2 separate regions of the Bicyclus anynana genome follow, and region 2 is linked to region 1. Evidence: chromatin contacts called from public Hi-C data. All regions are on one chromosome and are shown on one strand. Each heading gives the region's core, a stretch centred on a gene start, on an enhancer-like site or on the middle of the called end of the contact. The rest is flanking DNA. Distances are from core to core; before and after follow the strand shown.

Region 1 (6,256 bases), core at 2,316-4,815:
TAAAGAAAACCTCAATCGGCCCAGCTGGGAATCGAACCCAGGATCTCCGTCTTGTAAATCCACCGCGCACACCACTGCGCCAAGGAGGCCATCAAAAACGGTTTGTCAATTATTCTAAATTCAAACTACTAGACTAAGAAAGAGCCGTGAGTGACCTCTGTAGGTTTGAATCAGGTCTGGGCACGCATCTTCTTTTCAGTTAGGTGCATTAAAAAAAAATATCACGTGTTTCAAACGATGAAGGAAAAACATCGTGAGGAAACCTGCATACTGGAGAATTTTCTTAATTCTCCACGTGTGTGAAGACTGCCAATTCGCATTGAGCTGCGTGGTGGACTACTATACTAGCGTAACCCTTTTCATCTTCAAAAAGGAGAATCGTGCTCAACAGTGAGCCGAATATGGGTTGTTAATGATAATGATTAGACTAAATAGGAAATTGACAAAGATGTTCGGACGCAGTTAAAATGTTTTAATGTATTTTTATTGTGATGTAAGTACTTAACATAAAAGAAAATGGTTTTGAACTAGCGAACGCCCGCGACTTCATCCGCGTGGAATTATGTTTTTTACAAATCCCTCGGGAATCATGGATTTTTCCGGGATGTTGAAAAGTAGCCTATGTGTTATCCAGAGTAAAATCTATTTCCATTCCAAGTTTCAACCAAATCGGTTCAGTAGTTGCGGCGTTAAAGAGTAACACAATTTGTATTAAATAATCCACCTTACAATTCAGAATGTACAGAGCAATGCTATTTGGCAGCAAACACACCATTCTTGGTGTGGAAAGTACCTACTTCCTTCTTAGTTCTGTCACAAAAAGCTATTCTCCTACTTACCTACTACAAAGATTTTAAAATCTTCTCGTAATATGAAAGATTTTCATCTACTCCCTCAAAGTAGTTGTATAGCAATTTTAAATAATAAAAAATTAAAAATGGATTTTATTGTATTGATTTTATGTACGTATCAGATTTAATTCTGAATAGGTAGTTCTTGAATAAAATATACATATTTTGGTTCTACTCATTTTTTATATTAACTTTTACATTAAACTTGTATACACTATTCATAAAATATTATAACTTATGAACAGTTTCAGATCGCCATCTATGGGACTACTTTGACAACTGTCCATAAAAATCCGTGTAAATATTGATCTATAGATTATCTACACGTATTTAAATAATTCATTAGGTGTGCCTAAGCTTAAAAATTATCTATTTGATGCTTTAAAATCAGTTTTGTTTCTTATAAAAAGAAAGATTTAGGTTAAGATCGAAATGTTGTTTTGCTACTCGTCGCTAGATGGCCATAATAGTTACTTAGACTAATGTATGGAAATTACAAAATAAATGAATGTTTTAAATTATCTAAAAACTTATGTTTGAAAGAAAGTTCATAAGGATACATTAACTGTATAAAACTCAAATTTTATTTATTTGTATTATTTTATAAAATAAAGTTTCTAATAGATACTTACTTTGGCAGTTTAACAGGCGTTCAGGGAAAGTTCCAGAAAATGAGTTTCGCATTGTACCTATAGGTATTTTAAAATCCAAAAATTCTAAATTTTTGATTATGGTCCAATTAGTTAATCCAATTCGTAAGTGAAATGAACATGAGGACTTTTCTGCAGGTTATATGTGACGTTGTCTTGGATCCGATTTTCGTGGAGAATTGCAAATAAAAACAATTTTTTCCTACAAAAAATATAAGAAGAAACCAAAGCTACCCACACCCCTCAACGGCTCGCAAAGCTAAAGTGGCACAGGGCGGGCATGTTTGAGCCGATGGACGTTGGTCCCAAAGTACTGGAATGGCGACCTGGTGGTCGACCCCCCATCCGCAGGTGGACCTCAAGCGAATTGCAGGGATCCGCTGGATGCAGACGGCTCGAAACCGCCAATATTCATTAGTGGACGTCTTTATCAGTGGCGTAGCGTGCCTTAGAGATGCCCTGTATCAAAATTAGTTGGAGGCCCAAATAAAAGATAAATTTCTCACAATGCTCGTTTAAAATAAATATGAAATGACTTAACCTATGTAGGATGTTTCCAACTTTTGGGCGCACGCTTAATCAGGGAAAAAGAGAGATTGTGGATTACCTACATTTTAGTAGGTAATTTTTGAACCAGCTAATATTATAAAGCTGAAGAGTTTGTTGGTTTGTTTGTGTCTTTGGTCCGATTCAAAAAAATCTTTTACTGTTAGATAGCCCATTTATCGAGGAAGGTTATAGGCTATATATTATCACCGTATTCCTAAGAGAACGGGAACCACGCGGGTGAAACCGCGCGGCGTCAGCTTGTCTTTGATATGGTTGATACGGCGGTGGATACGCCCCTGGTCTTTAAAAATATTGATGATTATAATGTATATGTTATAAAAATTTGTAAGATAAATCGATCCGTTATTAAACATGAAGACTGAACAGTAACACAATACCATATTAAACAAAACACTTAATTTGACGGCGTTCCCAACGAGCGGCTTAAACGTTTAGGATTTATGGCTTACGTACCGACAGCGGTTGAATTAGCGGTGGAGCGGGTCTTTGATCTCTCACCACAAGATTATAAACCGTTCGTTAGTTGAGGAGTGTTATTAAATCTCAAACTCCTAGGCGCCACCGGATATGGGAATTTCAAAACAAATTGGCGAGTTCGCAGACAGATTCGGAGATTTCTCGGAACTTTTTTCACGTTTTTCCTTTTCAGCGGTGGTCTGGTTCCACGAAGCACGGTTCATTGATAAAGTCTTATGAATTGGCACCGGTGGACCTACTTCTGTTGCTATTGTAAGCCTTTACTGTACTTCATATGTTTCAAGCATTTATATTACGGGGTTTCAAAACTAATTATAGCTATTTTCAGGTTATGTTACTTTGATTTACTGAATTAATAAACATTTTGAATTTATGAGCTTTTAAGTATTACTACGCGTTCCTACGACTATAATATTACATAGGAAACTAGTATGTAATCATCTTTATGAAATCTATAAGTAGTTTATTGGGATTTAAGGTAATCAATTATTATGAATTTCATATCAATCCAGTTACGATCCACTATGTTTTAGAAAACCCTATATTTAATAGCGTTAAATGTTTCAATTAGTTCGTTAACTACGTTTTTTATAATTATTATTCTTCTATTTAATTTAATGAGATACCTATTATAGTAGAACTTAGTAGACGTACCGACATTTACTTACAAAAAAAAACTATCAAGCAAGTAAATAGACAAACTTCCGCACACATAAAAATAAACTCATATCTCATTATTTTTATAATCTTCACAGCTTAAGCTTTTTTTTTATTTACTGTTACAAGATGTTTAATCTCGCTCAACATAAATGGGGCATGCCAACCAAATATCCCCGCAAAGTGCGGTCCATCAAAGCCATAATCCACGCAAGATCGCAGTCCAGATAACACGGGTATAGCTAAACCTTCCAGTTTGCAAAACTAACCACTTTGTTTTACAGATTAGCATCTGCGCTAAACACTCAATGGGCGTAACTGTACCTTATTCGAGTATTAACTATTTAACTAAACAGTTTCCGAATGTCTCCATCTCAACAATATACAAAAGTACAGTCGAATGCGAATGTGCCTATCTGGTACAATACGTGTTAATCCGTTAAAGTAGCCGACTGCGAATAATCATTTTTACAATAATTGTTACAGCCAAACAAAGTGCTGGGTTTCTTTTATGTGGGACACAAAGGGTTTGTAATGTACACTCAGCGTCAGATATGTTGTGTTAACTTTCTATTTACCTATCTATTCCTAATTATTGAGGTAATTTTGTGATTTTGCATTTAATGTAGAAACACTTTTCTTTCGAGTGTCAAGTAAAGCAAGATTTTAAAATAATTTACAACGTGTTAACCTCTTGCATAAATGACGCGTGTCCAAGAGAGCAAGGTATCTTATGCATAAATGTCTTAGAATCATAATGAAAAAACGTAAAATATATTTACTAACTATATTACCTGCATTTTTTGGAGACTTTCCAAACATATTATGAAATATCATTGTAATCGATACTTATTTTACATCAGTTCAAAATTTATAGATTAGCGGGCTTAAATTGACTGTCTTTGTATTGGTTTTTTTCTATCATTTATTTATGTCCTTTTTTTTGAATGTTAACAATGTCAATACAAAAAACAATACACTATTAAAAATTTATAAAAAATAGTTTTTATTAATATTATTATATTAGCGGCTGACTGTACTCGTACTTGTATATTGTTGTCAGCAAACGACATTACACTGGACTTGTAACGCCTTGACGCGTCCGAGGAGGCACATAATGTGCGCGGTGATGCAAATGAACAATTAGATGATTCATTGACGTCTTTCTTGCGTTTTGGGCCGCCATGTCCGGTAGGTAGGTACGCTTTCGTATTACATTTAAATTTTTATAAATATTATGTTTATGATGGTATATTTATTAACTTGTGGACACGCAAAACTTGGTATAAATATGTGAGCTTTTGCATAGATTTTTCAATAATTACCACTAAAATTCAGACATGAAAAAATAACGTGATACATTTTCCTAATGTAAAGAGAGACATTACAATTCAAAGTGGTATGAAAAATTAACGTGAAAATTTTTCATGACTGAATTTTCGTTGTAATTTTTGCAACATCTATGCAAAAGCCCACATATTTATTTATAGTAGGTACCTATAAATAAATATGTAATAGGCGCACGATTTTTATATAAAAATTTAGAGCAATCTGTTTATTTTTTCAATTAATTTATAACATGTATTTTATGTTTTTTGTTTAAGTCTTTTTTTATAATTTATGCACTAAGTTAAACATCCGATTTGCTTAAGTTTTTAAAGCCTTAAAAGAATTTAAGATTTCATCCATAAACATATTTGTGCTAATTGAACATAAATCTATGTCCATATTTGGCAATGTACCATCGGCCTGACAACAGGGAGCATCCCGAACTGGCATGTATAATAATAACAATACGCGTCCAACATTCCGCACGCGAAGTAACACCATATCCTTGGGAATGTAGCGCTCTCTCAACGAAATATTTCAAAACTCGATCACTATCTCGACGACTACGCAGCGAGTTATTGAATAAGACGTGAAAAATGATGAGCGCGGCCCAAAGGGCTGCCGACGATTGGTCGTCTCGTTTTTTTAAGCGCATTTTCAGCCGGCGAAAAGGGATAGCAAATTTGGGGGAACAAAGGCGGTCTGATGTGACAGAAGTGTTCGTACCTTCGCCCGATCGGTGAGGTCTGAACCAGCGGGGGACCATTCGACTTGCGAGTCCTCCTCGCCCACGGCGCGATATCTCACGGTTTTGTTGTCACGTAATTACCTAATTTATTGCACACTGCAACTGTAGTCGAGTGATAACTTGCCTAGCCGTGGCAGCGCAGTGGGATCCTTTGGGGGGCGGTGTGTTTGCTGACCGAAGGAGGTCTTCTTGAAATTGAGACATTAGCGGCGTTTGCTTTGTGAACTGCAAAGAGTCGAAAGTTTTATTAGTTATTTGAAAACGACGCACTAATGTGCAACAATATTTTTTTTTATTCAATAATTGAATGTGATCTTACTTATGGCAAGTAATAATGAAATTATATGAATTATAAGTACTTTTATAATTTAGGGTACAGTTATATACTTAATTTGTTCCTATAAACCAATACTAAATCGTGCAGAGGGTGAAAACCGCGCACGAAGTCTACTAAACTCTCAGACCAATTATGGAGGGACCGGGTATCGCACCCAAATTCACCGATAAAATTGTCTGTCATTTTCGGAGGAAAACGAGCTTAGATTTGGTATATATCTTATACTAAACTAGTAGTTTTAACCCGTTTTTTACACCATTCAACTACACAAAAAAGTATTGTTACGGAGCTCTTTAACCGACAAATACGTAATACAACTATGAAACATCGATACTATAGAGACAGTTTTTATAATTGCATTAGATCGTTGATCATATACTTTGACAGAAAAGTAACGTCTAGCGAGGCAGGTCTTATACAATTTGTTCTGAGACTAAATCCAATTTATATATTTTTTACACTTCCTAAACACACAACTTGACATTGTAGACAATATTTAGGTAATATGTGTATAAACAACTTTCGTTGATTAATAAGCGACTAAATGAAATTAAGACAATTTGTCCGCCTCAGTTTTTATACGCTAGTGCCCTATGTCTAGTATATCACCGACTAAACCACTATACTTTAGTTGATT
Region 2 (6,703 bases), core at 3,092-5,591, 150 kb after region 1:
GCTATGGATGTCCTGGCTGTAGAGAAATGTTCTAATGAGTTTAATAAGTATATCTGTGTTTTAAATAATAATAATAATAATAATCATCATTATTTAAGAAAAAGACACATAAAAAATGAAAGAATAGCCTCATTACTAAAAGTTACTACTAAATATAGGGTCATTGTGGCTACAGTGGGTCATGTGGGAACACTTGGTCGGCAATATATTGGTGAAAAAGAGACGGTCTATAGTTGCGTCTCTTTCACATTATATTCGCGCTCCAACATGACTCACGCCAAGCTTGCCAGTGGATCGCTAGGAAGCGTTTTAAACGGTACAGGAATTAGTTTGTGTTTTGTGACTGCAAAAGTAGAAAAAATACGTAAGTTTTAATTTTTATTTCTTCCAAAGTTATAAATGTTAGAAGTTAGTTAAAGTTTTTATGTTTTAAGTACTTATTAAGGTCTCATTTGATAGTAAATTGAGCTAGCTTTCTCAGTGAAGTATTCTGTTATTGCGTCGTTAAATTAAAATGGCGTGGGTGGTACACAGTGAGTCGTTTCCAAAGTGGGCACAGTGAGTCGGCCCACTGTGGACCTATTGAAATAATCTATATTAATAATCTATATAGGAAAGATTTGTATTTTCGTAGGTAACAAATAAACTCACAAACTACTAGACCGATTTGAAAAATTCTTTCAATAGAAAGCTACATTATCAGGGAGTAAAATAGGCTTTATATTATCACCTTTTTTATATGGGAATTAGAACTGCGAGGTTCTTCTATTTCTATATAATATTGGGATCGATGGCTTAACGTGCTCTCCAGGGCAAAGGACGTAACACCACCAACTTAACATCTACATATTGTAAGTTTATTTTACAGAATGCCAAAGAAACGCCCGTTATGTAGGAAAATAGGTAATCATACCGAAGAAGATATGAAAAAAGCTCTTCAAGATGTCAAATCAGGGAAAAAATACTTGCTGTTGCTAGAGAACAGAAAATTCCATTTTCGACGTTACAACATTATGCAGCCAAAGTTAAAGCATCACAAGTCCACAACCACAAGTCCTGAAAATGTGAGACTTGTACCAGAGTTAACAGAGTTTTCACGGATGAGCAAGAACAAGTATTAAAGGAGTATTATCAAAATTGCGCTCTTATGTTCTCAAATCGATATCCGTTAGTTGGTATTTGGAAAGGTTTTTATTTAATTTTATGTTTTGCTGATAATAATGTTATTACAAAAATCTCAATTGTGATTTATAGGTTAGGTAAAAAACGAAAGTGCTTTTAAATTGTTAAGTGGCTACAGTAAAAAGTCTAGAAGCTAAGAATTATTTGTTTTGTTTAAAATTTATAATATATATGTTGGTTATATTTGAATGAATGAATATTATTATTATATTTGTTTCTAAAGAAGAAGAACTTCATTTACTTTGACATTTTACATATGAAGACTTTTGGTTGACTAGTTAAGAATACTACATTTAAAAAAATCTGTTTGTCATAATATTAAAGGATTAATAATATGTTAAACAAAGTCTAAATACAGTTTTTATACATAGATAAAAAATATTACCTTTTATTTTAGGTTAAACACCCAACTGACCCACTGTGACCTGAAAACTGACTCACTGTATACACTATATAGGACACAGTGGATCAAAAGCCATTTTAAAAAAAAATATATATTTTTCAAAAACTATTAAGTATAATACATATATTTGTATACCGAAACGCAGCCAATTAGTCTACCTTTCTTCCACTAAAGTTTGACATCGATAGCTTTTATGGTTTTTGAGATATATGACTCGGAAAAAAGGGTGACCCACTGTTCCCACAATCACCCTACTATATAAGTATACTTAAATGGGTTAATCCAAAAATTAAATGTGTAAATACAAATAATTAACGTGATGAAACCTGCACTAGTATAAACCGTGTCGCAACTTTCATCGCTCTTCCCTCATTCTAGATGATTACACCATAAATAATGTCTGTCAAGTCCTTTAGAGTCAAAGGAATGCTATATAGGTACGCAAAATCAATTGATATTGATATCGAAGTTAAAAAAAAGGAATTTTTTAAATCGGTCCAGGCGTCTTTGAGTAATCGGTGTACATACATAAAAAAAAAATACCGACCGAATTGAGAACCTCCTCCTTTTTGAAGTCGGTTAAAAAAGACCTTACATTAAAATGAAAAATCTGTGATAAATAATAAAGATCTCTTATAAAAAGGTAGGTAAATAAATAACTCATTTCCATCTCAAAGACATCCCGTAACTGTAACTAGCGCCTAAAACCTAAGCCTAAATTCATGTCAAGGGTTAGTTCTTTCTAAACAAAACCTCACGAATAGGGTAGTTGACTCATATCAAAAATATAAACATTATGAATTTCGTATAGTAGGTACATGGAATAAGGGTCCGAAATATATCGATATCAATTAGTGTGTGAGTGAACTTCTTTAAAAGAAAAATAAATTTAAACGCAAAGTATTTATGTTACACTAGCAGACTTCACGCGGTTTCACTCACGTAGATCCCGTTCCCGTAGGAATACGAGAATAAAATATAGCCTATTGCACCCGGGGATAGTGTACTTTGTAGCTTCCTAATAGTGAAAGATTTTTTAAAATCGGTGTAGTAGTTTATGAGCCTATTAAAATCAAACAAATAAACAAACAATCAAATCTGTTCTCTTTAGCATATTAAAATAGACAACTAATTAAAAAAAAATAAGTATCAAATGGCACTCATATATAATAACTAGCTGACGCCGCGCGGTTTTACCCGCGTGGTTCCGGTTCCCGTAGGAATATGGGGATAATATATAGCCTATAGCCTTCCTCGATAAATGGGCTATCTAACACTGAAATAATTTTGCAAATCGGACCAGTAGTTCCTGAGATTCAAGTGAGAGTAGCGCGTTCAATCAAACAAACAAACAAACTCTTCAGCTTTATAATATTAGTATAGATAGCGGACGCCCGCAACTTCTTCCGTGCGTTCAGATTTTCACAAATCCCATGGGAACCATCGATTTTTCCGGGATGGAAAGTAGCATATGTGTTAATCCAGAGTAAAATCTATTTCCATTCCATATTTCACCCAAATCGCTCCTGTTGCCGCAGCGTAAAAGAGGAACAAACATATACCTACTTACACACTGTTATTAGCAGACGCCCGAAACTTCGTCAGCCCTTAGACCTCATTAATCCGGCCCTGTCGCAAAATCTGTGAAATAAGACAAGTACGTAAACTACGAATAAGTATATATTTACTATTTTTGTATATAATAGAGGAAGGAAATTGCACATACTCGTAATACATGTCCAACATTTACGTAGAGTGTAACCTGTAATTTGCCGGACAGTTGAGGGTAATTTTGCATGTCATTTCGCATGCGCGCGCGCATTGGTGCAGGCGAGGGGGCGGCGCTGCTATGGCGGCATTAGATGAACCGCACGCAAATCGTTCAACTTGACAGTTAAATTGGATGATTACGTAAAATAAAATGTAAAATGAACTAAAAAATAACAAAACTGAAAATGCGACGCGAAAACGAGATACGTCAACTTTAGATAGCTTGAACGATTTGTATGATTTTTCATTTTTTTTCTCTGCTTCGAATAGCAGCAATTATGTAAAAAATGTATGAAGAAAATATTTTTCATAACTTTTTTTGCAAATCAACTTGATTGAAAAAAAGTTGTATAAAAAAAGCTCAGCTACAAAGGTATGGAGTTAAAAAGGAATGAAAGTTTACACCGATTTTCTCTATTAATAGGTACTTACTTATTTTTAGAAAAGATTTAATTGTTTGTAAGTTTGCATTGAATATGCTTTGAAACAACTGGACTAATTTGAGAAATTCTTTCACCAGTGTACCTAAACCAATAAAATTTAATCTTGTCAGCAAATCGTGTCAAAATTTTTAATTCAAGTTTTAGGTATCTCATTTATGAAAAAAATCATTAATTGGTTATAACTCATGATTAATTTCAAAAGTCCTGTAGCAAATATGGCTCATTTTATAACTGCCACAGAATAACATTATTTTGTAATTATGTTCTGTTGCAGACAAGAGGAATTAATTTTTCAATATTCGTTATTCATTTATATAAGTATTCATATTATTAAACAGACCGTTTGTTCTGTTATGTTTCTAGTGGCGCCCCCAATCCAGCCAGTTTTATTTACATTTTATTTAACTCTGAACAGGCTTGGTATGTAAGCGACATCTAGCGGCGAGTAGTAGAACTTTTATAATAACGTCCGTCCTGCCATCTGCTATCATAGAATGGAAGTTCTTGTTGTTGGTGGTTACTTTTACTTTTGAAACTAACCTCCAAGGTGAATGAATGTAAAGTTGCATAGAAAATTTCTGATTTATGGTTAGATGGCGCTCCCCATGGCGGATTATATTAAAGTTCATTTTTTACATAAGTATTTTTGGTTCAGCTTTTTTCATAGATAAAAAACGATTTTTTGACGCTTAAAATGAAATTATTAATTTTCATGAATACTTCATGTAATGATTCTTGTAGCCTTTCTTTTGATTTGATTTATTAGTTTGTACGGTACGTACAGTACATAGGTACGTATATCTACAAATCCATACTTGTAGGTAAGTCTGGTATGGGTCAAATCTCGGAAGCTTAATTTTAGCCACTTCCTAGAAATTAAAAATTTCAATATTTATCTGATCAATGTCAAATCTGAAAAGTTCTGATGACATAACTTTGAAATGATGGAAATTACTTGGTGCACCTGCCAGGTACCTCCTTCTGATCCTCTTCAATGATTTGTAAGTATTAGTTGAGAAAGTTATGAACATAAACTTCATTACACTCCAGAAATAGTAGGTAAGTATACATAGAAGCAAAAATGCCTACCTTAATATACCTACCTCATTATGTATACCATACACATAATGAATTCTCTGGGTAGGCATTTTTGCTTCTATGCACACCCACTCTTTTGGGGTGATTGTGCAGAAGTAATTTGCCATTTTGTACAATTTCTAAGTACATAAATAATTCTTACCCCAGTAAAAGGTGTTGTGCACACCACTGCACGCTACTAGGTATTCCAAAGGAAAAAGTTAGTCTGTTTCAATATCAGCGACATAATATACCTACTGAATCGTTAGTAACGCCGCAAATGAATAGTTTTAAATAATATTTAAAAAATACATTTTGCAGATACATTAAATCCTACATTAACTTTTAAACATTGTAATCCGGATAAATCCACGGCTCCTGTGGGATTTGTAAATAGCTTTTACGGAAACGAAGTCGCAGGTTAGTAGATTATAGGTAATAAATGCACGTGTCAACTGAAAGTACCAATAATCCTTCACGTGCATTAGCTGTAAGCTCCAATGCTGACCTTCCTACATACTTAACAACAAAACTACAATTTTGAAACACTCCAACTTGCACTTTGGCCGGGCAACTTTTAAGTGCAAGCTGAGAACAATATAAACTCGACCGGCGACTTTTGTTAAATGCGCTCTGAGAGCTTGTTAATGTGGAAGTACCAGTCACTAAACTAAGGTAAGATTTATCGTAGGTATAGGGTATAAAGTAGTTGACACCAGAACAAAAAAAACGAAGTAGCCTTTTAAGTTAGAAGTTTTTTTTTTTTATTTTCATTACCAATTTAGTTTTATTGAATGAAACTAAAGATACAATAGTAAAAATTATAATAATAAGTTATTGTTAGTTTTGTTCTGCTGTTGTCTCAAGGGTCATAGTCAAGGATACAGAAGGCAATCAATCATGAGTACATACACGCCATAGTACAGCTTTCCGATTCGATATGGATTTAACGATAAGCCTTATATTAACGGCAAAACATCAACATACGTAACTTCCCACAAATCTTCGAAAGAAATAATAAAGACGACTCATGGTCTTCAAACTCTAAAAATTCCAAAATTGACCCTAACCAGGAATCGAACTATATACCCCAGCTGTAAAGCAACGCTAAAAACTGCGTCATAGAGGTGGTCAATATGCTAACAATTTTATACGCTAATATTAATAGCATTATCAGATCGGCCAGCATCCGTAAAATTGTGTAACGTGCAACGCATGGCATTTTGAACTTTATTACTACAATATTAGAGTCGTTTGTTCTTTACCAGTATAATGACATGGTAGCTCGTGTAGTCAAGTGAGGACATGGACCGGAGATACCTGGGATAATTGAATTTCTTTGCGACGAGATGAATCTGCCCACCACGTGTTCAGTGATGCGCTAAACTTGCTGTCTAACACAATTAGCTTGCTTAGCCGCATCGATTAAACAAACTTGACTTTGAAATATACGAGTACAGCTGAAGGAGATTTTGGAGTATTATTATGATTTTTTTTAAATTCTTTACAAGTTAACCCTTGACTAGAATCTCACCTGATGGTGGACCCTTGACTAGAATCTCACCTGATGGACAATCTAAGATGGAAGTGGAATAACTTTCACACCCCTTTCGGTTTCTACACGATGTTTTCCTTCACCGTTTGAGACACGTGATATTTAATTACTTAAAATGCACACAACTGCTAAGTTGGAGGTGCATGCCCCGGATCGGATTCGAACCCACACTTTCCGGAATCGGAGGCAGAGGTTTATCCACTGGGCTATCACGGCCTTTTCTTTGTACGAATTAACAGAGCAGAATTTTTATATTACTAACATATAAATGGG

Evidence for each region. Hi-C and Micro-C count contacts between places; a contact is called where the count stands out from the background.
Region 2: a Hi-C map of whole larva shows a contact between it and region 1, with 5 times the contacts expected there. The contact joins two enhancer-like sites. A contact is called at or near these places in 2 of 2 Hi-C or Micro-C datasets (whole body and whole larva).

The regions. Positions count from the first base shown.
Region 1 is chr13:9,564,011-9,570,266 of ilBicAnyn1.1, forward strand. No RefSeq gene overlaps it. Among protein-coding and RNA genes, the nearest start is that of LOC128198645, 28 kb to the left of the region's middle. Within about 2 kb of position 3,566, at least 1 of the 8 cell types and tissues checked has open chromatin away from gene starts, as enhancers often do.
Region 2 is chr13:9,711,805-9,718,507 of ilBicAnyn1.1, forward strand. The region is part of intron 1 of LOC112048022 (gustatory and odorant receptor 22); the gene reads right to left. Among protein-coding and RNA genes, the nearest start is that of LOC112048022, 49 kb to the right of the region's middle. Within about 2 kb of position 4,342, at least 7 of the 8 cell types and tissues checked have open chromatin away from gene starts, as enhancers often do.